Regions from separate parts of the Mus musculus genome. Here all the other regions are linked to region 1. Evidence: chromatin contacts called from public ChIA-PET and promoter capture Hi-C data. All regions are on one chromosome and are shown on one strand. The core of a region is the stretch at or near the end of the contact, and the rest is flanking DNA. Distances in the headings are between cores, read along the strand shown.

What was found. Promoter capture Hi-C pulls out the DNA fragments that hold promoters and counts their contacts. ChIA-PET counts read pairs in DNA pulled down with a chosen protein or histone mark.
Region 2: a contact with region 1 is called in a promoter capture Hi-C map of the HPC-7 cell line. The contact joins the enhancer-like site here to the promoter of Bend4 in region 1. A contact is called at or near these places in 4 of 39 promoter capture datasets (the HPC-7 cell line, epiblast stem cells and pre-B cells), 2 of 484 Hi-C or Micro-C datasets (CD8 T cells and pre-megakaryocyte-erythroid progenitors), 1 of 115 datasets of contacts at active chromatin or transcription factors (embryonic stem cells) and 4 of 9 other capture datasets (adipose tissue, embryonic tail, liver and 1 more).
Region 3: an RNA polymerase II ChIA-PET map of memory CD8 T cells shows a contact between it and region 1, with 2.9 times the contacts expected there. The contact joins the enhancer-like site here to the promoter of Bend4 in region 1. A contact is called at or near these places in 2 of 39 promoter capture datasets (the HPC-7 cell line, HPC-7-derived erythroid cells and pre-B cells), 4 of 484 Hi-C or Micro-C datasets (CD8 T cells, myocytes and nephron progenitors), 6 of 115 datasets of contacts at active chromatin or transcription factors (CD8 T cells, SST interneurons, double positive thymocytes and 2 more) and 2 of 9 other capture datasets (adipose tissue and liver).

The regions. Positions count from the first base shown.
Region 1 is chr5:67,426,204-67,430,013 of GRCm38.p6, reverse strand. Bend4 (BEN domain containing 4) reads left to right here and starts at 2,215. Exons shown (of 5, transcript NM_001164806.1): 1 at 2,215-2,948. The coding sequence starts at 2,435.
Region 2 is chr5:67,319,988-67,323,797 of GRCm38.p6, reverse strand. All of the region lies in intron 2 of Slc30a9 (solute carrier family 30 (zinc transporter), member 9), which reads right to left. Among named protein-coding and RNA genes, the nearest start is that of Slc30a9, 15 kb to the right of the region's middle. Within about 2 kb of position 1,722, at least 5 of the 459 cell types and tissues checked have an H3K27ac peak or open chromatin away from gene starts, as enhancers often do. A contact at or near this core is called in the HPC-7 cell line, where this site is marked.
Region 3 is chr5:67,358,553-67,362,362 of GRCm38.p6, reverse strand. No RefSeq gene overlaps it. Among named protein-coding and RNA genes, the nearest start is that of Gm33345, 45 kb to the left of the region's middle. Within about 2 kb of position 2,007, at least 10 of the 459 cell types and tissues checked have an H3K27ac peak or open chromatin away from gene starts, as enhancers often do. A contact at or near this core is called in memory CD8 T cells, where this site is marked.

The DNA.
Region 1 (3,810 bases), core at 966-3,465:
ATAAATTTAAAATATGTACATAAGGGCTAAAGAGGTGGCCACACTTGTTGAACCAGAGGCCTTGGGTTCAATTCCCAGCACCCACATGGTGGCTCACAACTGTGCTACCAGTTCCAGATCCTCCAGCACCAGGTATCCATGCAGTGCATATATACACATGCAGGCAACACACTCATACAAATAAAATTAATAAATCTAAGAGAAAGCTCTGCCCCAGATACAGGAAATCATTTTCTTACCAAAGGACTGAAGGTTTTCTTCTGCTCAGCCCCATGACCACCACCATGACCACCCTAATTTCTTTTCCAAAGCAGGGAGTTACTGGCAAATTATCAGGGAGTAAATGTGGGAGGGAAAGATTTCGATGCAAAATTCAGAACTGCTCTCTAGACAGGAAAGTGAGGGGAGGGTTGTTACCATTTATCTCCTCCGTATATCATTCAGTTTCAGCTGTCTCCCGGCTCGGGAGCCTCTCCCCCACCTCTCCCTTCGGTGCCTAAGAAACATCTCCCCGGCATCTCATTCTCTCTGTCTTTCACCAGCGTTTCATTATTTCTTAACTGTCCCTCACTTGCTCATCGCCCGCCCTTTCTTCCCAGTGATCCACGTGTCCTCATTTAGCAGTTTTCAGAAGCCAGGGAGAAGAAACGCTGCAAATAATGTTAAATATGATTAATATCGTGAATTCCTTGAAATATGACATGCATGAGTTACAATGAAACCTCTTTTATTTCCCCATGAAATGCTTTTGCATAATGAGAAAGAAAATGTCCTCTATGCCCTAATCAGCCCTGACAGTTCCTGGACTCCCAAATACTTTTATTTATGGCATTATTTATTTCATCTCTAATAAATGGGGGAGGGGCACAGCACTATCAGAGGAGCTTGCTGAGGAGAGGAAGACAGTCCAGAGTGGGTGAGCAGAGACTCTGGAAACAGCAAGGGAGAGGAACTCTTCCAATGGGAGAGATCTGGAAAATGAGAGGCCAAAGTCCTGGCCCCCAGGAGAAAATGGGTCACTTTCCCAAGACTGAAGGATAGCTCTGAATAAAAAAGCAACTCCAGATTGGAGAGATGAGCTTCATTCATCAAGGACCTGGATAATGATGAACGAGGTTGAAACCCAAGCTTGGGAAGAGGGGATGCAGGGATTGGGGTAGGCCTAACTAGAGGATGCTCCCTTTGAGACAGGAAGGAGTGACTGGCAGAGGCCGGAACCCTTCCTTGTGTTTGAAGAACCTTACGGGGCAGCTTCGGCAAATTACTGAGATCTTCATCACTGAATCCTTAGCCCGGTGGTGCCGGGTAGTATGAGCAACGCAAGGAAAGGGTGATCCCAGGCCACTTTGGTCTTGCAACGTATATGCATAGATAATATAATAATGTTCAAAGCAGTCACCATCCCAAAGGGAACCGTGGGATCATTTTGTTCCCTTGAATTGCACTGTCTACCAGCTATTTTACATTCTGAAGACCTATATGTAACCGTGCAATTCACTCACAAACTCCTCTGCGTGAATTTGCATATTTCCCTTTAGTCTTTCAGAGCCTCAGTTTTCAAATCTGGTCTTTCAGAGCCTCAGTTTTCAAATCTGTAGAATGGAAAGAAATGATGGCGCCTCTGTGCTCTCTCGCCCAGCTCCCTATGGAGAACAAGCGAAACAGTATGGAAGCACTAGGCCCTGAGTGCTTTCTGGTTCGGCCGCCAGACCTGGGACAGCAAGACCCTAAGGCAGGACAAACCTCCCAGCGGCCTGTGCCAAGTCCTTCGAGATGTTCTTTTTCGGGAGGGGGGCGGGGGGAGGGAGGTGTAGCTTCCTTCTAGAAGAACTTGCTGTCCCACCCTTGCACTCTGGCGACCCCGCCCTAACTTCTAGGTACCACCCCCTTCGTGCACTCCGAGAGTTGGGAGGTCACGCAGGAGGGCGCCGGGAACTCCTTTCCAAAGCTCGGACCCTGCGGACAACCGCTGCCGCCTCACGTCCACAGCCGAGAGAGCCGGGACGCCACCTCTTCCACCTGTCCCCACCGGGACGCCCTCCAGGTTCCGTTCCCCCACCGGGTCCCCTCGGGCCACGGGCTCCCCCTCCCCACCTCCCCCCACGACCCTGTCCGAAGCGCCGATCGCGCGGGCCGCCCGGGCCCAGGCCCCGCCCCGCCCCCATCATCATTAGCAGATATTACCCTAAACACTTGCTCCTTACCTCCTTTCTCCCTCCAGGCATTGGCGAGGCGGGCTGTCAATCAGCGCTGGGCGGCAGCCCCCCGCGCGGGGGCTCGGAGATGCCAGGCTCGGCGACAGGCAGCGGCGGCGGCGGCGGCCACGGCGCAGACACACGCCTTCCCGCCGGCGCGCGCCGGGGTAGAGCAGGCGGCCGGGCGGCCGAGCCACCTCCGGAGCCGCGCGCGGGGCGGGCAGGGCCTCAGACTCGGCATGGAGCCCGAGATGCAGGCGGCGGAGGAGGGGCCCAGCGCGCCCCGCATCTACAAGCAGCGCGGCCCCTACAGCGTCCTCAAGACGTTCCCCAGCCGGCGGCCGGCGCTGGCCAAGCGCTACGACAGACCCTCTCTGCTCGAGCTGTCGCCCGCGCGGCCGTCCCCGCTGCCGCCGCCGCCGCCGCCGCCGCCCTTCGCCTCGCTCGCCGCCGTGCCCATCAGCAGCAGCGAGCCGCCGCCGTTCCCGACGCAGCCGTCCTACCCGGCCGGGTCAGGCCGGGCCCCCGCCGCCGCCGCCGCCTCGTCGTCGTCGCCGTCCTGCACACCCGCCGCGCCCCCGGGCCATCCCAGGACTCCGGCGCCACCGCCGCCGCCGCCTCCGCCGCTCGCGGCCCCCGCCGCCTCGTCGTCGTCGTCCTTCGCCGCCGTCGTCAGGTACGGCCCTGGCCCGGCGACCGGCGCTTGCAGCAGCGGCGCGGGTAGCGACGGCGCCAGCCTGGAGCTCAGTGCAGGTACAGACTCCCGGGCCGCAACTTTGCGGAGCTCCGAAGGTGGCGTGGAGGGGGGGAGGGCGTGGGAATCGGGGGGTCCGGAGAGGCTGTGCGCGCTGTCCCCGTGGTCCCCGTGGGCCTCGGGAGCGTGCTACGCTCGGGCAGTAGTAACTTCTGGAAGATTCCGGGGCGCCGCGGTGACCCGAGCTTCCGACGGCGCGCGCGCCTTAACAGGTGGCTGTGGGGTGCGGGCTCCTGGCGAGCACCCGGGAGGGCAGCGGGAGAGCCTGTGAAGAGAGCAGGCCCTGGGCGGGGAGCTGGGGAGGGGACAGGCCCCGGGACAGCGGGCTGAGGCCACTCCGAGGAGACGCCCATTTTATTCCCGGCCACTTCACTTTTTCCCCCACGCCACACTTCCCTTTCCCGCCTGCCCGCCCGCCCGAGGTCTACTTGTCCTTCTCGGAGGTTCTTTGCCTGGGGGAGTGGGGGGAGCTGACCTTTGAAGATCCCGGCCCCAGTAGGGCAGACCTGGACCACTTGGGCTCCTCCTGGGGTCTCTGGGTTTCTTGTTCTCTGTGCGCTCCGGTGTCCATGGCGCACAGTCCCCCTAGCTTTATCCGCGGTTCTGCTGCTCTGGGTTGTGGGGTGGGGAGTGAAGATTTTTTGGCGTGGGCAAGGGGTCGCTGCACAGGAGCATCCACAGAGCAGAGTTAAAATCCCCACCCACCCTGTCCTTGAGACCCTGGTTTCTATGTCAATGAGTCTCCATGGGATCACCTACCCAGAGGTCGAGATTTTATCTCCTCTAGGGAATGTGAGCGAGCACTGAGCAAGGCCTGCACCCAGTCTCAGCTCCTGAGGGAAGGACACACAGCCACGTTTA
Region 2 (3,810 bases), core at 473-2,972, 110 kb after region 1:
CTGGAACTCACTCTGTAGACCAGGCTGGCCTCAAACTCAGAAATCCACCTGCCTCTGCCTCCCGAGTGCTGGGATTAAAGGTGTGTGCCACCACGCCAGGCTCAGAGGGAAGAAGGAAAAGTCTCAATTTGGGAGAAACTACTTCCAACAGAGTTAACAAATGATTTGTTTCAAGTCTATTTTAAAACTTCCTCCAGATCAATAAGAAAAGGTTCATTAAAATGAACATTATAGCAAACTTGCATAGAAAAACAAATATGCATTAGCATTAGATTATGAAAAGGTGATTATTTCATTAATGGAATTCAAATGAAACTAAAGAATTGCATTTTACAACCATTACACTATGGAAAATGAAAAACCACACCACCTGATCTTGGTAACGGTACAAAGAGAGAGAATATGGCTGTTGGTGGGAACAGGCACAAATGTCTATCAGAGAACTATGATCCTCGAAGTCTTCCAGGTCAATGAATAAGAAATCCTTGCACAAGGGCAACTGTACATGGCATTCACAGCAGCACTGTGTTCTGTTTTAAAAACTGCAACCATCAAAAGCCCATCAGCAAAAGAACAGTGACATCCCTTCCTTTTATAAGCAGTGAGTGCAAACCTCACCATGGCTAGCTATCTCTTCTAAGCCAAACACTGCTGTTGTGTCAACTCTTTAATTCATACAACAGCCTCAATAGTTTGTGCTGTAATTATCTTTGTGAAAATCACCAAAGCACACAAATACAGAGTCAGGATAAATCTAGCAACAAAACTTAATGAAAAAGGAGACAAACTACAAAGAATACACAAAAATCTATTGCAACAAAGTTCAAAAATAGACAAAACTAAACAATTTAGAGCACACAAGCATGCTAAGTTGTTCCTTTCACCTCCCCTTTAAAAAGATTTATTTCTGAATTATGTGTGCCTGTGTGAGCCTGGGTACCACGTGCAGCAGGAGTCCGTGGAGACCAGAAGAGGGCATTGGATCCCTGGGGTTAAGGTTGTGAAGCTCCTGCTGTCAGTACTGGCACTGGAGTCTTCTACAACAGCAGTAAGTGCTCTCAACTCCTCAGTACCCCTGCCTCATTTTAAAAACAAAACAAAACAAAACACCAACAAAAAGACCCAAGGTGCTAAAGCTGAAAATAATGCCATAGACTCACATGGCAAATGCAAATGTGAGAAGGATGTTACCAAAGAGAAGATTATTTTCTAACTTAAAAATATTTCAATGTATGTGTATATTTTATAATAAAAACTTCATTCACTCTTAAAACATTTCTCTTTATTACAACTTGACTTCATTCAACTAGAATTGCATGTTTTAATCACAGCTCAGTGAGTCCAGCACATGTCCTCAGCAGCCAGCCTGCGCTGCTAGATTTAGTTCCCACAAAACCATTTTGGCATTGGTTTTATGATCTCTACCTGAAGAAACTGAAGCACAGAGAGGTTCTAATGTCCCTCAAAGTCACACAACTACAATTTCCTCTTCATAAGGAAACAGGCGAAAGGTCCTGTACCTGCACAGGTGATATTTTAGAAATGGAAGGAGAAAGGACTGAAACCTAAGACATTTTTATTAGTGCGGTGCACGCTGTTAAGCACATACTGCCTCCATGCTTACAATGACATGTGACTTCATAAGCAGCATCTGCGTATTTTACACTGAGGAAGACAGAGAAGGCTCACAGTGAGTACTGAGCAATTAGCAACAGGAAAGCCACGGGAAGCTCGTGACAAGCCGCTTTCTGGGGAAGAACGAGGATGGGGCAGTGATGAGGCAGGAACACAGAATATCATCTGGGTTTTCAGCAGAAGCTGAGAACAGAATGAAGGAAGGGTTGACCTCATTTCAAGGAAGGGGAAAACTGCTGGTGCAGTTAAAAAATAAATCCTACGAACAAAGTCCTAGAGCAAATGAGAGAGAGGACCAAAGTACAGCGGAGTCTGTGCTCCCACTGCGCTGCGAATGGATGTGTTAATTATCCGTCGCAGCATTACACATGACCATTTGACTGTGGTTCACCTGGACCAGCTTATTGTCTGTTCCCAGAGTACTGTCCTTTTTTCCTTGCTTTTATTTTTTTCTTTCACGTTTCCTGCTATCCGTTAGAGTCAATCAACTTCCCATACGTTCCGCTTGTCCCATCCTCCTACCACTGGTTTGGAATTTATAAAATTATATTTCTACTCTTTAATTTAGTGTACATAGGATATTCCCTGTAAGATTTTCAGCCATCTGCAAAGTTAGTATTTCTACTCTCCTCTAGAACAAGAAATTTTTTCTTATCACTCAGGATTACAGTTTTAATACTAAATTTTGACAAAATGTTTGCTATTTCTATTACCAATTCTTAATTTTACCAACATCACTTATTCATTTCTTATTCTTCACAGCCCTTTCTATCATATCCTGATTTCCCTGAGTTTATTTTGCAACTTAGAGAAATATCTATGTTTACAGTGCTCTTTAACTCTGAATGGCTGGTTTGTAACAGCAACCTTTATGTGTAATATCATGCTTATTTCACCTTTAGCTCAGCATGAAATCCCAGGGGGACATTCAGTTTTCCTTTTCTGATTCCAAAGATATCACTCCCAAGGAGCGGTCCCTTGGCCTCCTGCATACTGTTGATATAAATATTATTTCAAATGAGCAGGAACTGGCTTCTCTGTTTGGCAGCTTTTAGGTTAAATTGTTTCTTGGTCTGTTTTTCCAATCTGCTTTCCCTAGACAAGATATCTAAATGGGTTCTTTTTGTTTTTATTTATTTTTTTATCCTGCTCAATAGTCCAAATGTAATGAATTTTTCTGGTTTGTTTGGTTTTGGTTTTTTTGAGAAAGTCTCACTAAGTAGCTCTAGCTGTCCTGGAACTTACTGTGTAAACCAGGCTGCCCTTAAACTCACAGAGATCCTGCCTGTCTCCTAAGTGCTGAGATTAACGCATGTGCCAACATGCCCAACTTGTTCAAAGTCACTGTAGTTGAAGAACCTTGTTTTTCTCAAATTCTGAACACCATGTGCATATGCTCTGTGTGTGTGTGTGCCTGTGTCTTTCTTTCTCTGTGTCTTTGTCTCTCACTCTCTTTTAATGTCTGTGTGGGATGTCTGTGTGTGGTATATGTGCACATTTTAATGTGACCGTAGATGCAAAGTAGACTTGCATCATGTGGAGGTCAGAAGACAATTCATGATGCTAATCCTTCCTTCTACCTTCTTATTGTTTGCTGCTGCATATGCCAAGCAAGCTGGCCTGTGAGCTTCTTGAATTCTCCCATCTCTACCTCCCATTTCACTGTAGGCATGCTGGGATCATAGACGCTCTACTGCATCTATCTTTATGTGGGTTCCGGGGGTCGGAACTCCAGTGCTCACACTTGATGGCAAACACTTTATCATCTAACAATTCCCTCAGCCCTCCATTATCTCTATAAATTACTTATTCCTGTCTATAAATTACTTATTACTGTCTTCTCCCTCTTAAATGTCTATGAAATGCAAGCTAGAGCTTCATGCTATTTTGTTTTGTCTGTTTGAGACAGGATCTGATCTGGTACGCACAAGCTGGTCTCAGGCTCATAGCAATTCTGTCTAAACTGAAATCTGCTGTCAAAAGCTTCAGAAACACCACTTTCCCCACAATGATCATTTACCCAAAGCACATAAAATAAGTTGCTCTCAGATGGAAACTTGTAAATATTCTCATTCTGAACTGTCTAGATGTTACTATATATATATAATGCTCTGAAGCACAAACAAGGAGGTTAGTAATGGCTCAAACACATGCATGAATACTTATTTTACAAAC
Region 3 (3,810 bases), core at 758-3,257, 67 kb after region 1:
CCATTTAGCCCCCATGGTCTAATCAACTCTCAATAGCACCAACAGGGTGGGGGCATGCCTTCAACACAGCAGCTTTTGAGAACAGTGGCTGGGGGACATTTTATATCCAAATCCTAACAGCCATGCTTCTAGAGGTGGAAAGACTGGGTCAAAGGGCATGGCTGTCTTTTAGGTACGTCCTATCTACTGCAAAGCCAGCCTCCAGAACGATAATGAAGTACACATTCATCACCGGTATATTGGAGTGTCTTCACACAGTTTACCATGTGAAAATTGGTGTGAACCCGCTGAAAAGATTTGCTAGGTCTACTATTACACTGTCTGCTGACCATCTGCAGGGGCACCTTCCTGTGCAGTCCTGCAGAGCCTGTGTCTGTTTTACCTTCTTCTATGCTATAGAACCAACCATCAAGCATGATGGTTATTCCAGCTCGATCAGTTGGCAGTACCTCTCATTCTCAGAGCAGCTCTCGAGAACTTTACATTCTGGAGGGAATCAACAAAGGGAAACCATGAAGTGCCGTGGTCAAAAGCCAACCAGGGAGGAGATGCAGGAGGTGGGAGATGAAGAGGGCTTGCTGTTTGGGCTTGGGAAAGGCATCACTGACAAGGCAGTGATGGGCCAAACAGTTGAAGCAACGAGGCAGGCAGTATAGGTGTGTGCAGCCCATTTCAGAAAGTATAGGTAGGCTGAGGGCACACTGAGGAAATACGAGGGGGCCGGAAAAAGCAGAGAAGAGGCCAGCTTCTGAATGAGATAGGTTTTTTAATGTTTGCTTTTTGTTTTTGCTATGGATCAGAGATCACTGTTCTAGTATTTTTTTTTTTCTTAAAATGAGTGATAAATGTTCTGATGATAAAAATCCAGGACTCTGGGCCACGCTCTTACTTGCTTGCTGAGGCAGTGTAAGTGAATCCAGAAAAGCCAACACATACTAATTTATAGGAGTTGCTCAGGATGCTTCCAAGTGGGCTCAGATTAGGATCTAGCATCTCCTATTCATCACTGGTCTGTGATGGGCTAACAACTGCATGGCCTTAGAGGCCCCAAGAAAGCCAAAGGCCATAGGCACATGCTGTCTCGGTTCCTACATGAAATGACCAGTGTGCCATATCCATTGCTCTAGATGATCAGGAAGGAGTCAGCTCATAGAGCTAGTAAGACTACCACCACCCTTCTTCTAGAAGGTTCCAACTGGCACCTTGTAAAACACAACTACTCAGTAAATTTTGACATGGGTTCTTACTGAACACAGAAAATAGGCCAGTGAGATGTCTCAGCAGGCCATGCAAGCCTGGGGACACACATTCAGTCCCTAGGAGGCACATAAAAAATCAAACGTGGTGGTATGCACCTGCCCTCTCCAAACTTCTACAGCAAGACTGGAGGTGAAGATAGGAGACCTGGCCAGAAGTATACAGGCAGCAACAGAAACAAGACCCTTGTTTGACGCTGTCCTCTGCCCTCCACGTGGGTGTTGTGACCCACACCAAATAAATGTCTCCCTCACAAAATAAATGACAAATAGGATCGATTTTATGTGCGTGGATGCTTTGCTTATATGTATGTCTGTATACCGTGTGCATGAAATGCTTCAAGAGGTCAGAGGAAGGCATTGGATGCCCTGGGAATTATAGATGGTTGTTGGGAGCTGCCATGTGGTTGCTGGGAACTAAATCTGGGTTCTCTGGAAGCACAGCTCTTCACCTGAGCCATCTCTCCAGCCCCTAAATCAACTCGGACCCATCCAAGTGATTCCTTCCTCTTCAAATGCATGCATTGGTAAGACTACCAACCCCTTAATGTTCCACAGACCTCAACCTAACCATCAAAGTGCCAGGAGTGGCTGAGAGTTCATTTCTTTTAAATAGGATTTATTGGCACAGATGACAGTACTCACAGTTCAGTGCAGTAGCATTTCATCATGCTGAGAGCTCTCCAGGCACAGACTGACATACACAACATTCACCACTTCATGTCTTCTAAATCTGAAACTCCTTTTCCCTGGGCACACTGACTTCCTGTTTTCACTTGTGAATGCTTTTGGGGATGCTTGGGGTGGGCACTGAGCAAACCCACATGAACCCTCAGAATCACATGATTTACCAGTCTGGGCAGGAAGTTTTGAAGACTCAAGAACAGTTTTTAGGGTCCACTGTCCCTGAACATTTAGCATGATTCTGAACCAGAGAAGGGAGTTCAAATGTCTCATTTTCAAAATGACAAATCTACGTGTACAAAATAACACTAGTGGTATCCTTAAATGACCCTCAAGCTAATTATTTATGGCAATACAATTTTGTCAGAGCCAAGCTGGACTGTGGAGATGGCTCTGGGGAGAAAGTACGTGCTTGTCTTGCAAGTGTGAGGACCGGAGTTCTGACTCCCAGCGCCCATGTAAAAGCTGTACAGGCCCAAAGAACACCTGCAATCCCGGCACTCAGGGTCCCTGGGACAAGCTGAAGAGTTAGACTTGCCACAGCCAGTGAGCTCTGAGTTTAGTAAGAGACTCTGCCTCAGTAAGTAGAGAGCAACTAAACACATCCAATGTCATTATCAGGCCTTTGCGCACGCACGTGTGCACACATGCATACACACACACCCTTTTGAGTGTGCACCTGCACACATAAACTTGCACACCACACATACATACACATGGGGGTTAAAGTGTAGTGGCTTGAATGAGGATAGCTCCCAAGGGCTCCATATTTGCATGCTTAGTCCCCAGTTGGTGAATTGTTTAAGGCAGAATAAGATTTGAAGGTGTGGCCTTGTTGGAGGAAGTACGTCACTGAGGGGTGGGCTTTGAGGTTTCAGAAGCTCACACCAGGCCCAGGAGCTCTCTGCCTGTGGAGTAGGATGTAAAGTTCTAAGTTACTGCCCCAACACCATAGCTTGCCACTCCTGCTCTCCTACGATCATGGGCTAACCCTCTCAAACTGTACGCATGCCCACAATCTCTTTTATAAGAGCTGTCTGGGTCATGTTGTCTCTTCATATAGAAAAAAACCCAAGACAAAAAGGTACAACTTCCGCCTCAGGTTAGGGTCTACTCTGTTGTGTACTATAGATACCCAGACCATGAAGAGATTAGGGTGACGTCACCACATTGGAGCCATACGAAGGAACTGCCAAGAGAAGTGCTCTATCTGCACTGTGCCACGAACTGGCCAGTCATCACAGTGGCTGCGGGGCACATAAAGCCATGACCAATGCAACCAAGGACTGAACCTTTAGAGTTCATGTAAACAGTGCCCTGCTGTGGGAAGCTACCCTACGATGGACATAGCACACATCCTCTTGGAAATGTCGGGACTCTCAGTTGACACAAAACAGGGAACTGGCTAAGCGCTCTTTATTTCAACGTTCCTAATTTTTCCTTTGAAATGTTCTGTTTTCATGTATGAGTGCTTGCATGTGTGGAGATGAAACATTTGTGTGCAGAGGCCAGGAGAAGCCTAGTCTCCTGGAACTGGGGTTACAGATGGTTGTGAGCAGCAGCTTTATGTGGGTGCCACCCCTGCAGGCTTGCTGAGGACTTTTTAAGTCTAAGAGCTTCACTAGTATACAGTACTTTACGGGCCTTGTAGAACAAAGGGAGAAAATCCATGTGCAAACACATATTTGAAGTCCTCCTAGGCCAAACCAAATGCTGGTAATATCAGTTGTTCCTAAGTGAAGGAAGTATTTGGGCTGAGAAAATGTTCCCTGTAAATGCTGCAACATTCAGTGCATTCTCGCAAACATATGATATATCCTAACCATATGCTAATAATTACGATTAACTTCTGTGAAACCAAGAAAACAAT